2 separate regions of the Cricetulus griseus genome follow, and region 2 is linked to region 1. A link is a contact called in public Hi-C data. All regions are on one chromosome and are shown on one strand. The core of a region is the stretch at or near the end of the contact, and the rest is flanking DNA. Distances in the headings are between cores, read along the strand shown. Region 1 has its middle 100 kb from the start of Ets1. Region 2 holds the start of Ets1 (protein C-ets-1).

Region 1 (5,711 bases), core at 2,689-5,188:
TCCCACAACAATAAGAAAATAACCCAAAAAGATTCTCAAACTTGAGACCATACCTTCTATTCTAACCATATTATAGATTTAATATAGAAGCTTGCAGTTTTTTTTTTAAAAAAAAAGTGTCAAAAGTTTGTTTGAATGGTTGGCTGAAGCATTTGTCAAAAGATGGCCTACTGAAAAGGAGATGGAGTTGCCTGATATCCCTTGGCTTAGTGTTCATGAAGCGATTTTAAGGCTTGGGGGAATTGCAATACTAGAGTGGGTATATTGTGTAGAACCTAATCTTCCACAATGGGGAGGTCCACAAGAGATGCCCTTCTCTAATCGTATAAGATACAAAATGGTGAGAGGAGCACTAGCATATTTGAAGTCTTGTTGTCACCCTTTCCCTTGTGCCAGAACTTAGGGTTGGGAATGTTGATGCTCAGTTGGATGAATTAAATGCAATGGGTTTAACTGGGCCCTGAGGTAGCAGGGTCCAGGTGGCAGCATTGAATCACTAAAGGCAAGGCAATCCTAGTTATCATGCTGATCAGCATAGACAAAGTAATGTCCGTAATGGCCTAACCGATAATGTTCATCACAGGCAAAGTGAATTTTGTGGTGAATGACTCGTTTGGCCTTTGGTACTGGGGAACCAGTCATGGCGTTTCCAGGCATGCAATAGATAAGAAGCCTACTGCATTTTTGTTCAATCTGTCTAAGGGTTAAATGTCTCAAACAAAGGAAAAAAATGGCTACATTGGATTGCGGCAAAAGAGAATCTCAGTTCATCAACCTATTTCCAGGCTTGAGCCAGTTTGCAGTTCCAGAACCCCTAAAATGAAAGGTCAGGTGCCCTGATGAAGGACTTGGCTAAAATACTGAAGAGTTTTACTGCTGGCCTTTCTCTGGTTCTTCCCCAGAGGGATCTAGGGCCTTTGTCCATTGGGGGAACAGGTAAATAATCAGACTTTCTGGGATCTATTGGATACTGGTTCAGAATTGACACTGATTCCAGGAACCCCTCCCCCCAATAAACATTGTGGCCTTCTAGTTAAAGCAGCAGCTTATGGAGAGTAGGTGATTGATTAATGGAGTCCAACTCAAGGTAGGTCCAGCATTTCCTAAACACTTAGGAGGCTCACTTCCAGTGGTTCTTCTTCAGTTCAAATGGAAAACAGTCGGGTATTGGCAGAAAGGAGCAGACTTGCTGCTGCTGTGCAGGAACTTTCTTGTTGCCTGTTCCCCACTGAGTTTTAAAGAAAGCCCCGTGAGTGGGTGAGCTCATTACAGTATACTAGGGCAGCAATGCGCACTGGGTTTTCTGGACACCACCCAGCTTCAAGATCCTGGTCCACATGTATCCATAAATAGAACCTATCTGTTAAATCAACATGTCCTAATACAACACTGGGAGTAAGTGACTGCAGCATGCACAGATAAAGAGGGGTGAGCTTGGATATGGCTTTGTGTCAGGATGCTCCAAGTTTGTGGCTCACACCTGTCAGGTTTCCCGCCAACACTTTACCCTACAGCAGCATCCCTAAGCAGAAGCAGCTTTCACCACTTGACCATCTGTTGGTCTGGAGCTCTTTCTCCATCTTACCCCAGACATCCAGCAAATCATTGAGTCAGTGCAGGAATATATTACAGGTTGAGCATCCCAATCCACAACTCCAAAATCCAAATTGCTCGAGCATCCATTTTTTTAAACACTAACATGATTCCACAAGAAGAAAATCCCACATCATAGTATCTTGTTTCAGTCATAAAAAATCTCTTAAGACAGTGCCTAAAATAACTTCAGGCTGTGTGTACAATGTACATATAAAACAAATGAATTTATGAAAATATTTTAAGATGCCACCCCCATCAAAATTCTAAAATTCTTCTAGTACCAAAAATGTTGGTTGAATAAAGAATACTCAACTTATATTTATACCTTCCTGACCACCACTTTTTAAGAAAGGGCCCAAGTTCACAATTCTATGCCACTTCGTGTCCCTTCGCTGGAGATATTTTAATAACCGCACACTGGCAATGAGCCCAGGGGCTCTATTTCTGGATGAAAGGAAGAGAATGAAGTCCAGAGCAGCAGAGGGCAGAGCACCCACAACAGGCTGTTGAGAGTACCACAGAGTTGTCATGTGTCACGGGGACCCCAGCGCGGGCACTCACTAAATACCCACTTTGCCTGGCCCTTTCTTCCTCCATCCCACAATATACTATGCTCATATGCTCACCCCCTCCCTCCTTATTCTCTCTTCTAACACTGCTTGCAGGACCTTTCCACTCTCCCATGGCTGGCTTTCTGTAACAAGGAAAGCACAATATATTTGAGGATGGAATAGGCAATCAAAGTAGAGAAAGTTGTGAATTACCGAATGAAGGCAGGTGTTTTGTTACGGAGCTGTTGTCCTTTATGGTTGTCCCCAAGGACCACATGTTGCTGTGTCCCCTTACATCTCACAAATATAAGAACAGAAAAGCCAGCCTCTGTCCCAGGCCTCTCAACCCTGCTCCTACACTGGGTCCCAGGTTCTTGCTATACGACAATCCAACAATGCCTGGGTTTGGGGTGTTGGAGAGACCAATGCACGACAATGTTGCTAACCCTGTGACCCATGACATTTATTTCAACTCAGTGTCAATCTCAGCTTTTCTCATGTGAAAATGAGAAATGACATTTAAGTCACAGGGCTTTACATAAAATATTTAAATGAGATAAGAGACATAACTAGCAGCTATCTGATCATGCAAAAATTAATATGCAAACCATTTTCTTTTTCTAGCGTGCCAGACGTGGAACAGATTTTAAAGATCATATTAGCTACAAAAAGGGAGGGAAAAGAGGATAAAGAAGAAAGAGAAGGAGAAAAGGAAGTCAGGGGGGTTAGTGATGTCCTCAGGTGGAAAATGACGACACTGAGCTGCCTGCTCTTTGGATAGATGGAAAAGTCATTAACCAGGGCATGGCATAACACAGTACATGCACATGCTATTTAAAGGCTTCATGAAGGAGAGGCTATGTAGGAGGGTCTTGTGTAAAATGTGGGATGGGTTTATGGTATACAGTGGGCAGGAGGCCTGCTAGACTGAGGCAAACCCTCATATTGGGCAGGCACTGAGAAGAGCATAAAAGGAAAGTGATGGGAAGTAAGGCTGGTGAGGCAGGTTCAGCTGTATCATGGAGGACCCAGTTTGCCTTGCTGAGCAGTGGGACTGGACTTGAGAAGTTGCCAGCAGGTGGAGGGAAGACACACATGGCCAGGAGGAAGGGGCCTGAGGAGCTGTAGGGGGACACAGGGTGGAATGGGAGCTGGAGAAAAGAGAAAATCTGTGGACACCCAAGTACAGAAGCCTACAGGTCGAAGGCACCTCCTGTCAATGGGGTAGAATCCCCAAAGCCTTAACAAATATCAGTCTCCCCACCACCACCCAAATCTAAACTAGGTTCAGAGGCAGCCTCTCTTCCTGTTCCTTCCAGAAGGCTATGGGGCTGATCTTGGCTCACAGCTGCCCTCTAACCCAGAGGCAAAGGTGACTAATCCAAAGGAAAGGCCCCCAAAACCAAAGGGAATATTTATTTTAAGTAGTTTGACGTCTGAAGGAAGGGGTGGAGGAATAGGAGGGGGGCAAGTTCTGAATGGGAAGCCATGACATTCCCAGATCCTAGCCATTGTGTAAAGAGAAAAACTCCTCAAGATTGTGTTTGTCCAAGAAATCAGACAGCTCAGTCTCTGAGTCAAAACACTAGGGGGTTGGAAGCCAGAGTTTCCTGGGCTGAGCACAGTTACTAAATAAAATGAAAGGAAGGCACAAGTAGATGCATGAGTCGTTAGGCCAGTGGGCTGGTTGCCAGGCCTGGAGCCCAGCAGATGCTATATGCAGAAAGGAGGCAGTGTGGCCTACTAGGCCCACCCACACACCACTGTGCCCCACTGTGGCTCACTGTTAGGGTTACAGCTAGAGCCTCCTGTGGCTCCACCTTCTCCATGACAGCTAGAACATGGAAGAACTCTGTGAGCTCAACTAGGCCTCATGGGCACACCAGCGAAATTAGTGCTGAGCTCTTCCCCACTCTGGCAGTTTGCTCACTTGGCTTGCATGTTGTCCTGTAAAGAACAGGCACCACGGGAGCTAGCCAGCCCCCTCTATCCTGACTGGAAAGACTGTGAAGTCATCAGATGACTCCCACAGGGCTGCATAAGATTCCCGGGGACTTCAGACACCTTCTAGAGCTCCCTGAAACCTCAGGTGGGGCTTAGCTCAGTATTCATGGGTATGACAAGCTCCAAGGGAGGTGTGAAGTTTCTTGTTAAATGTAAGGCAGAAACGCATCTCAGAAGGATGAAAGAGGAAAACCCCAGACAAAAAGCCTACAGACTGTTGACTGTATCTGTTGATTTCAAAAATGCACAGGAGTGTGGCATCAGAAAAAGAAGAGTTAAGTGGCTAATGTTTTTATTGTATTGATATTATTCTTTAAATCCTTTCAAAGACCATTTCCCAAGTGGTCCCCTGTAAACAGAAGAAGTCATGCCTTGTATAATGAAGTCTGGCTTGCCCATCACCTTCATGGCAGAAGGCCTCAAGGCCTCTGGCTGCACTGAGGTCATCAACGTGTTTATAGTGTGTGTAGCCGATACAAAGCTTATGCAGGTAGACCAGAGAGGGCCTTTGTTGTCAGTAGCTACTGTTTCACAACACACTTCTTTCCATCCATTTCACTGTGGGTAGCCTCAGAGCACATTTTGCTCAGGACCAGAGCCTGCCTGAAGTCAAACTGAGAGGCAGCCACCTAGTCCCAGTCTCTTCCTTTGACCTCCCCCCTTTCCTCTTTCTCTCTCTAAGTAAGGGCCTATCAACTGAATCTCATTAAGACATTAAAGACAAAAAAAAAAAAAAATGCCCGGGCATTGATGGTGCATGCCTTTAATCCCAGCACTCAGGAGGCAGATCTCTGTGAGTTCGAGGCCAGCCTGGTCTACCAAGGGAGTTCCAGGACAGGCTGGAAACCCTGTCTCAAAAAAAAGGGGGGGTGAGACATTAGAGGCCACACTGGCGGTATCTCCATGATTAGGAACTTAGAGCAGCACTGCTGAAGGTAAATGGTAACTCTGAAGCTAGGAAACCAGGATGGGGTACCCTCATGAAGATTCAAAGGGCCTTCTGGTGCTCCTCTTGTTATGCTGGACAGGACCTGGTCATTTTGCCAGGAGTGAAGACCTTTTTGACAAGGGTGAACTTGGGAGAGCAGGAGAAGGTATGGGGTTGAACATAGAGCAGAGTCTCTGCCATGCAAAAAAAAAGAGAGATGGAGGACTCATGAGGCTGCATGTCTGTGACCTTCAGCCCTGGCCACTGCTCAGAAAGTTAACACTCTGGCAAGTTAACGAACCCTGTACTTGAGTTATAAGGGTAGTGGCCTCAACACAGCCCCTCTAGTAGATGCAGTATGCTCCATGCTCACAAGGCTGGTGGGGAAGCTAAATGGAGTTTCTTTAATCCAGTAATGGTCAGGTGGTTCTCAGAAGTAGTGGGATTAGACACACTCTCTCTTTTCCTGTTTTCTTTCCTTCCTTCCTTTTGTTCTTTCTTTCCATCTTTTATACTGAAGCTAGAACTCAAGGCCTCTTGTATGCTAGGCAAGCACTCTCCCATCACTCAACTGTACCCTGGTACCTAGAAGTGTTCTCTGTAGAGTATGGTCTGCCTCCTATTCTCCTGAA
Region 2 (6,320 bases), core at 1,145-3,644, 100 kb before region 1:
ATATTTATATAAATGCAACTAAAATCCAGAAAAATGTTAAAAAATGGTTTTAATGACCAACAAATCATTGTTCTTCATTTTCTCTAAGAAAGTATCAGAAAACAAAGAAAAGTCTCATCATAGTAAATGACAGAAAACACCTGACTTCTTGGACCAAATGAAATTGTGTTGCTTTGTTGCATTGTTGCTTTGTTGCATTTAGAAAGCCCGGCTTGGGAGTTTTTTGTATTTTGGGAACAGATCTCACTATATTGCTCAAATTGGTCTTACATGCACCAGGTTCACTTCTAACTTGAATCTCTTGAGCACTCTTCTGATCACGAAAGCCAATGTAAAGGTACTCTGTATAGCAAACACCGACTGCTATGTTAGGCTGCCCAGCTCTATTTTACTAATGGGACAGCTCAATAAAGTTACTTGCCCACAGTTTATTTTTATCAATAACTAAAGTAATAGCATCGAATGCTTTAAAATCTCAAATATTTAATATTAAATTACCAAAAACCATGCTTCAGCTGTTTGCTATGATGTAAAACACATGCTGCAAGGGACTCTCATTCACTGCCAGCATCAAAGTCCCACTGTAGGCATGTGAACTGACATAAATATGCACGAGGGTTCCCAGATGCCCAAATCCGTCTCTTCCCCATAAACACACGTAGCACATATAAACAAGCCATTCTTAAGGAAAGGGCCTATTAGTTGAGTTTATATCTTTGCTGGCAACTATCCTTTCACTTCTGCTATATATGGTTTCAATCAACTGTGACACAGAGAACTCTGGCTCCCTGAATATTCAAAAACAACCTTCACGGCATCATTTCTACCTGCAGCTGAGTGCCTAAAAGGTCTCCAGGGCTCGAGCAGAGGCCTTGGTGTGGCTCTGTCATCACACTGGGACAAGACACAAGTCCAGCTTTTGTACAGAGCAATCCCCGTTGACTGTCAGGAGAGTCTGGGTGGGGAGGACCCAAATGTCCTTATTAACATTTTGAAGCATGCCTGAATGTCAAAACCTCATCTTGGCATGTGCTGAAAGTTTAAAGAAAGGGTTAAAATATGCAGTTCTTTATGGCAGAGAAAAAAAGGTTGGGGACAACTGATAGACACAATAGAGGTGTGTATTGTGACATCTGATTAGTTCCCAAAATGCATCACCTTCCCCCTGTATCCTTTTATAGCCTTTCACCTCCAAAGTCACTCTTCTCTGGGGCCAGCTGCAGACTCCCTATCCCTCTCACACTGTGCTAGCTTCAGGAATCCTCAAGAGTTGATTCCATCTGTTGAGCACTAAAATTCCTTCTAAGACAAAATTCAGTGTCTTTACTGTCCCTCTCTTCTTTAAACCCTTTAAGCCTGCTAAATGAAACCATGAACCAAGGACACTAAGTCACATCTGGTGTTAGGATGCTTTCCTTCTTCTAGGACCTTTGGTACCAGAGGACAAAACATGGCAGAATAGGAAGCCAGTAAAGTTTGTAACCTACAGAACAGGCGGGAACCAGGCTTTCTCAAAGTTAAGCAGTTTAATTTCATTTCTCCTCCCACTACCTCCTCAACCTACAAAAGAGGAGTGAGACTCTAAAGGACGTGTGACAGGGGCGCTCAGGATGCAAGAGCATTGGAAATGTCCTCAAGGGCCCCAGCAGTTAGCCCAGCACTCGCAGGGACCTCCCATCAAGCTCCAATTCTGGGGAGACAAGGAGTTAGGGGGTGACCTGAGAGGCAGTGTCAGGCTAATGTGAAGGAATACTACCAAAAGGTTTAGCTTATGTGGGAAAATTAGGGCGCTGGAAATTCTATAAGCTTTTTCCCATTAGTCACAAAAAAAGCAGCTGTGAAAATAAATACACCCCCCCCACTTAAAAAAGAAAAAAGAACCCCACACACAAGGGTCTTGGGCCACCAACAGTCCTCCTGGCCTCTGTATCCTTGGCTCCTGAGGGAGCAGCGCAACCCAGAGGGGAAGTGAAGGGGACCCAAAGCTGGGGTGGGGGTCTCGCTGTCGCCACTCACCCGGGGAGGGAAAAAGCTCCAGATCCACTTTTTCTGTCTTGATGATGGTGAGAGTCGGCTTGAGATCGACGGCCGCCTTCATGGTGCCGGGAGTTGAGGGGGCCGGCGGGATGAGAGCAAGTTTGTTGTAACTGCTGTTTTTCTTTTTAATGGGGATTTTGAAACCCGGGGGAAGGAGACAGGGCAAAGCCCACTTTCTTCCCTAAAATCTCAAATTCCCGCTGACTGCTTGCCCCGCGGGAAGGTGCGCACTCAGCCGTCCGTGCGAAGTTGGCACTTGGCGGAGCAGAGCGCGCGCTCGGGTCCCAGCCTCGCCCGCTCGCCCGCTCGCCCGCCCGCCCGCTCGCCCGCTCGCTCCTCGGTCCCGGGCGCTCGCTCTCCTGGCCGGCGCTGGCGCTGTGCAGCTCGCCTCCGCTTTAGGGCGTTCCTCGCGGAGCCCAGGCCCGGGGTCCCAGCGCCTGCCCTGCCCACTCCACGGGGCGGCGGGGGCGGGGCGGGGGCGGGGCCTAGCGCCCACAGCCAATCATCTCCCACCTCCCAAAAGCGAAAGGAAGGGCGGGTGCGCCGGGCCTCCCAGCTCAGCCCCAGCTATTCTGCCCGCAGGGCTAGGGCCTCAGGCCACCGCTGGCGAGGAAGGCTGGCGCGGGTCGCTGGCGTGCAGGGGCTGCTGCCACGGTCTCGGGAAAGTCCGTCTGATTGTGCACGCATTCTTGAGGGCTTGGTCACCGCTGCGGCCCGCTCCGGTAGCAGCATAGTTTTCCAAGTGCGTGTACATCATATTCATTCACAAAGCTTGACACACAGGACGTGAGGCTTGCTTGGGTGCGCACCGAGGGGGCGCGTGCGGGGGATTCCACTGCGGGTGTTCTGGGACGGCTTCAGCTGAGATATGACTCAGAATCCCACCCTTGAAATGGTTTAAGTGACAAGGGCAGCATTGGTGAGCAGGAACCCATAATCAACGTCACTAGCACAGAACCAAGCCTGTCAGAGACCTCCCAAAACCCAAGCTCCGAAGCCCCTCTATCAAACCGGGGAGTCTAGAACCCATAACAGTGTTCCTAATTATTCTGTTTCTCTAACTGTGTCACCTTGGCTGACGCTTTGTCTTTCACACTCTGCTCTATCAGAAAACTTCCAACATCCTTTTCTCTATCACCACATCCCCCAGCACACTGGTGTGAGTCTCTAAGGTTCATCCCCAGCCCACAGAACCACAGTGCACATCCTTGTCATAGCTGGGAACTGCCAACACTCCAGATAAAAAGGCGAGCCAGGCTAACCCATAATTTGCCACTGATAATTAGCTATCATACATCAAGGTAGTTGGTACTCATTAACAAATCATCCAGGCCATGGTAGTGCATGTGGAGCAAGGCATTTTGATTAAAAGACAACATAAATCTTCCTGAGCAACCTCAGGGAAAGCTATTCTTAGTACTGTTTCCTGATTTCTAAGCATGTGATGAACTCCCACCACTTGCCTGCAACTGTAACTTCTGCTCTAGTAAACTTCATCACACCTGCTAACTTTCATCTAAACACCCACCCCCACCCCTTGGGCTTTAGCAGTGTACAGGATTCCCAAAGCAAATGGTGGGGGGAGGGGAGAGAAAGAGCAATAGAGTGTCAATCTCTGGATCCTGGTCCAACTTCCAGGCTCCACCCTTCTTTGGTCACCAGAGGAAAAAAATATGCATATATGATAATCCTCATTTTCTTTTTTGAAAGAACAAAGACTGTTACAGTCCAGCTGTGTTTCTGCAAGGTATGAGAAAGCAATGCTGGCCTCCAGATGACGAGAACAGACACTTTGGATCCTGGGAAAAGCTTAGGGAACCCACTGATGAATGGATTATAGTGGATTGTACATTCACACGCCCAAATTGCAGCAAGGAAACTGAACAAGCTAACAAGTTTCTTTGGTGAATTTCATTTTGTTGCTTCAGTCTTATGAAAATGCTGGAGAGTTTTACTCTATTTGCAAAAGTAGCTTTCTCAGGATCCCTCCTTGCTCCCCCCCCCTCCCCCAGGTCTCTTCCTCCACTAAACTAGTGTCTAGTTACACTATTGCTTAACACTTGTGCATGTGAGACACTTAGAGAAGCCCATGTTTCTACCCTGGAAACAATGGAATATGTTCCTTGTAATCCTTCCACAGTGCCCGTCAACCTGTTGATCTCCCTGTTCCTAACCCTGTCCAGAAGTGTGGAAGCTCAAAATGTTCTAATGTCCAGATCAGAAAGTGGGGTTGGTATGATACTGATGGCAAATGTCTCCAACATCACAAGTCCTGCGAAGAGCCCTGGATCTGGTTGAAACTTCCTGTAGGATGAGAAGCACTGAGAGAGAACCAGTTAAGATATTTTTACATGTTTGGGACATCAATAATCCAAACAGGACAGAAATTCAATTAATGTTTGACAAATGGAATTTTTATTCTCCTTCTAACACAAGTAGATTTTTTCTCAAACATTCTTAAGGAGTTTAAAAAACATTACTACATTTTACTTATCAGGAAACATATGCTTTGCCCCAAGCACTTTATGGGACACTGGCAGTTGGCTCAGGATTTATTCCTAGTGCATGAACTGGCTTTCTGGAACCCATTCCCTACTGAGGGATACCTTGCTCAGCCTGGATACAGGGAGGAGGGCCTTGATCCTGCCCCCAGTGAAGTGACAGACTTTGATGATTCCCCATGGGAGGCCTCACCCTCTCTGAGGAGTGAATGGGGGATGGGTTGGGGAGAAGGTGGGGAAAGTGGAAGACAAGAGGGAGAGAGAGAGCTGGGATTGGTATGTAAAACAAGAAGGTTTTAAAAATAAAATTAAAGTTAAAAAATATTTGTTGAGTGAAAAATTATCAGCTTTCTGGTCACTCTGGGCTTCTGCATTAACACTGCTTGTGAAAATGACCTAGATGGTGTCAGTAACTCGACCCTGAGAGCTTCCCTTTGCTCCTTATGGCAAAACAGGATTCTATCCCCAACTTTGCCCACTTTGGTTCACATGTGTTTCAGCTTACCTATCAGCCAAACACAAGTTCAGCCTTCTTATACCTGATGATACTATTGCAAGACTGATGGTCATTAAGGCACTTGGGGGGGGGGGGGAATGGGCAGGGGAGCAGTGAGTAATGTTTCTTTTGAGTTGGCTTCCTACTGAGGAGAAAACAAATTTGTATCTTTAAAAATCCTTAGACTCTAGCTAATTACATCTGGTCAAGGGTTGGGACTCTGGAGGAAAGGGATATCTAGGCCAACATGAATGGCATCAAGACAGGAGTCACCTGTATACAGGAAGTTCCTCACCACAAGGAGCATATAACAAGAAATAATAATTTCCCTTTGTTCTTCCCTCAATCCTGCTCCACATTCAGTAAGTATGTAAAAATGCACTTAATTTCAAAGAACTGTGGGAGCTAGAACCTTCCTCTGCAGAAGTATGCTAGAATTCTCTGCATTCTGAACCTTTAAAAGCAGGTCCCACTGAAGGGAGCAGAAAAACATCCAGACCACTAACGACTGATACTAACGAGTTCATGACTCACAGATGCTGACTTACTGGTATAAATGTAAGTTGTTGTTCTTTTTTTCTTTTTTTTTTTAAACAAGCTCTCAAAGTTCTCAGTTAGCAACCTGTCTAAGCTGCACTTGTGGTCTCCTTTCAGTCTGAGAAAAGCCAACAGGCTCTGTCATACCCTGAAAAACACATCAGAAACTTAACTCTGTACCAAGCAGTTTCTGTCTATTGGGTGCAAAACACAGAGGGGGAAAAAAAAGCCTCAGGCTTCGATATCTACCATTAAGCACCAATAAAATGGGAAGTTGGAGAAAAGGAAGAAATTAAAATAACTATTAATTAAACTGTAATTCCAAAAGGCCTTAGGGTAAGTTTAGGAACTAAGCCAGGAACTCAGAAGGTGGTGTGGCTGACTGCAGGCTGGCTCTGTGACCTCACCAAAGCCACTTACTTAACCTTCTTGGTGTCACAACCTCATCTCTGCTTCAGGGAATAAAACCACCCCTGGATCTTCCTAGCATGTAATACAGAGTCATTAGCTATTGTTCAAAGAGTACAATAAACAATGGACCATAAGAGAACTGCAGTTGCAGGGGAGAAAGGGAGGAGGGTGGGGAGGATTTGAGGGCCTATTTGGCCCAGGAAACTCTGTAGTAAACAGAGATAGGGAGCAGTATGGGTTCAGAAGTGAAATTCAGATTTTTAACTTAACCAGCTTAATCTGCCAAATTATCTTGAGCAAATCACTTAATCCTGAAACTCAGGTTCCCCATGTTTGAA

The links. Hi-C and Micro-C count contacts between places; a contact is called where the count stands out from the background.
Region 2: a contact with region 1 is called in a Hi-C map of fibroblasts, with 4 times the contacts expected there. The contact joins the promoter of Ets1 here to the enhancer-like site in region 1. A contact is called at or near these places in 3 of 8 Hi-C or Micro-C datasets (the CHO-K1 cell line and fibroblasts).

Annotation. Positions count from the first base shown.
Region 1 is chr4:145,009,363-145,015,073 of CriGri-PICRH-1.0, reverse strand. No RefSeq gene overlaps it. Among named protein-coding and RNA genes, the nearest start is that of Ets1, 100 kb to the left of the region's middle. Within about 2 kb of position 3,938, at least 1 of the 6 cell types and tissues checked has open chromatin away from gene starts, as enhancers often do. A contact at or near this core is called in fibroblasts, where this site is marked.
Region 2 is chr4:145,109,010-145,115,329 of CriGri-PICRH-1.0, reverse strand. It overlaps Ets1 (protein C-ets-1), which reads right to left and starts at 2,394. Exons shown (of 7, transcript XM_027411772.2): 1 at 2,017-2,394. The coding sequence starts at 2,098.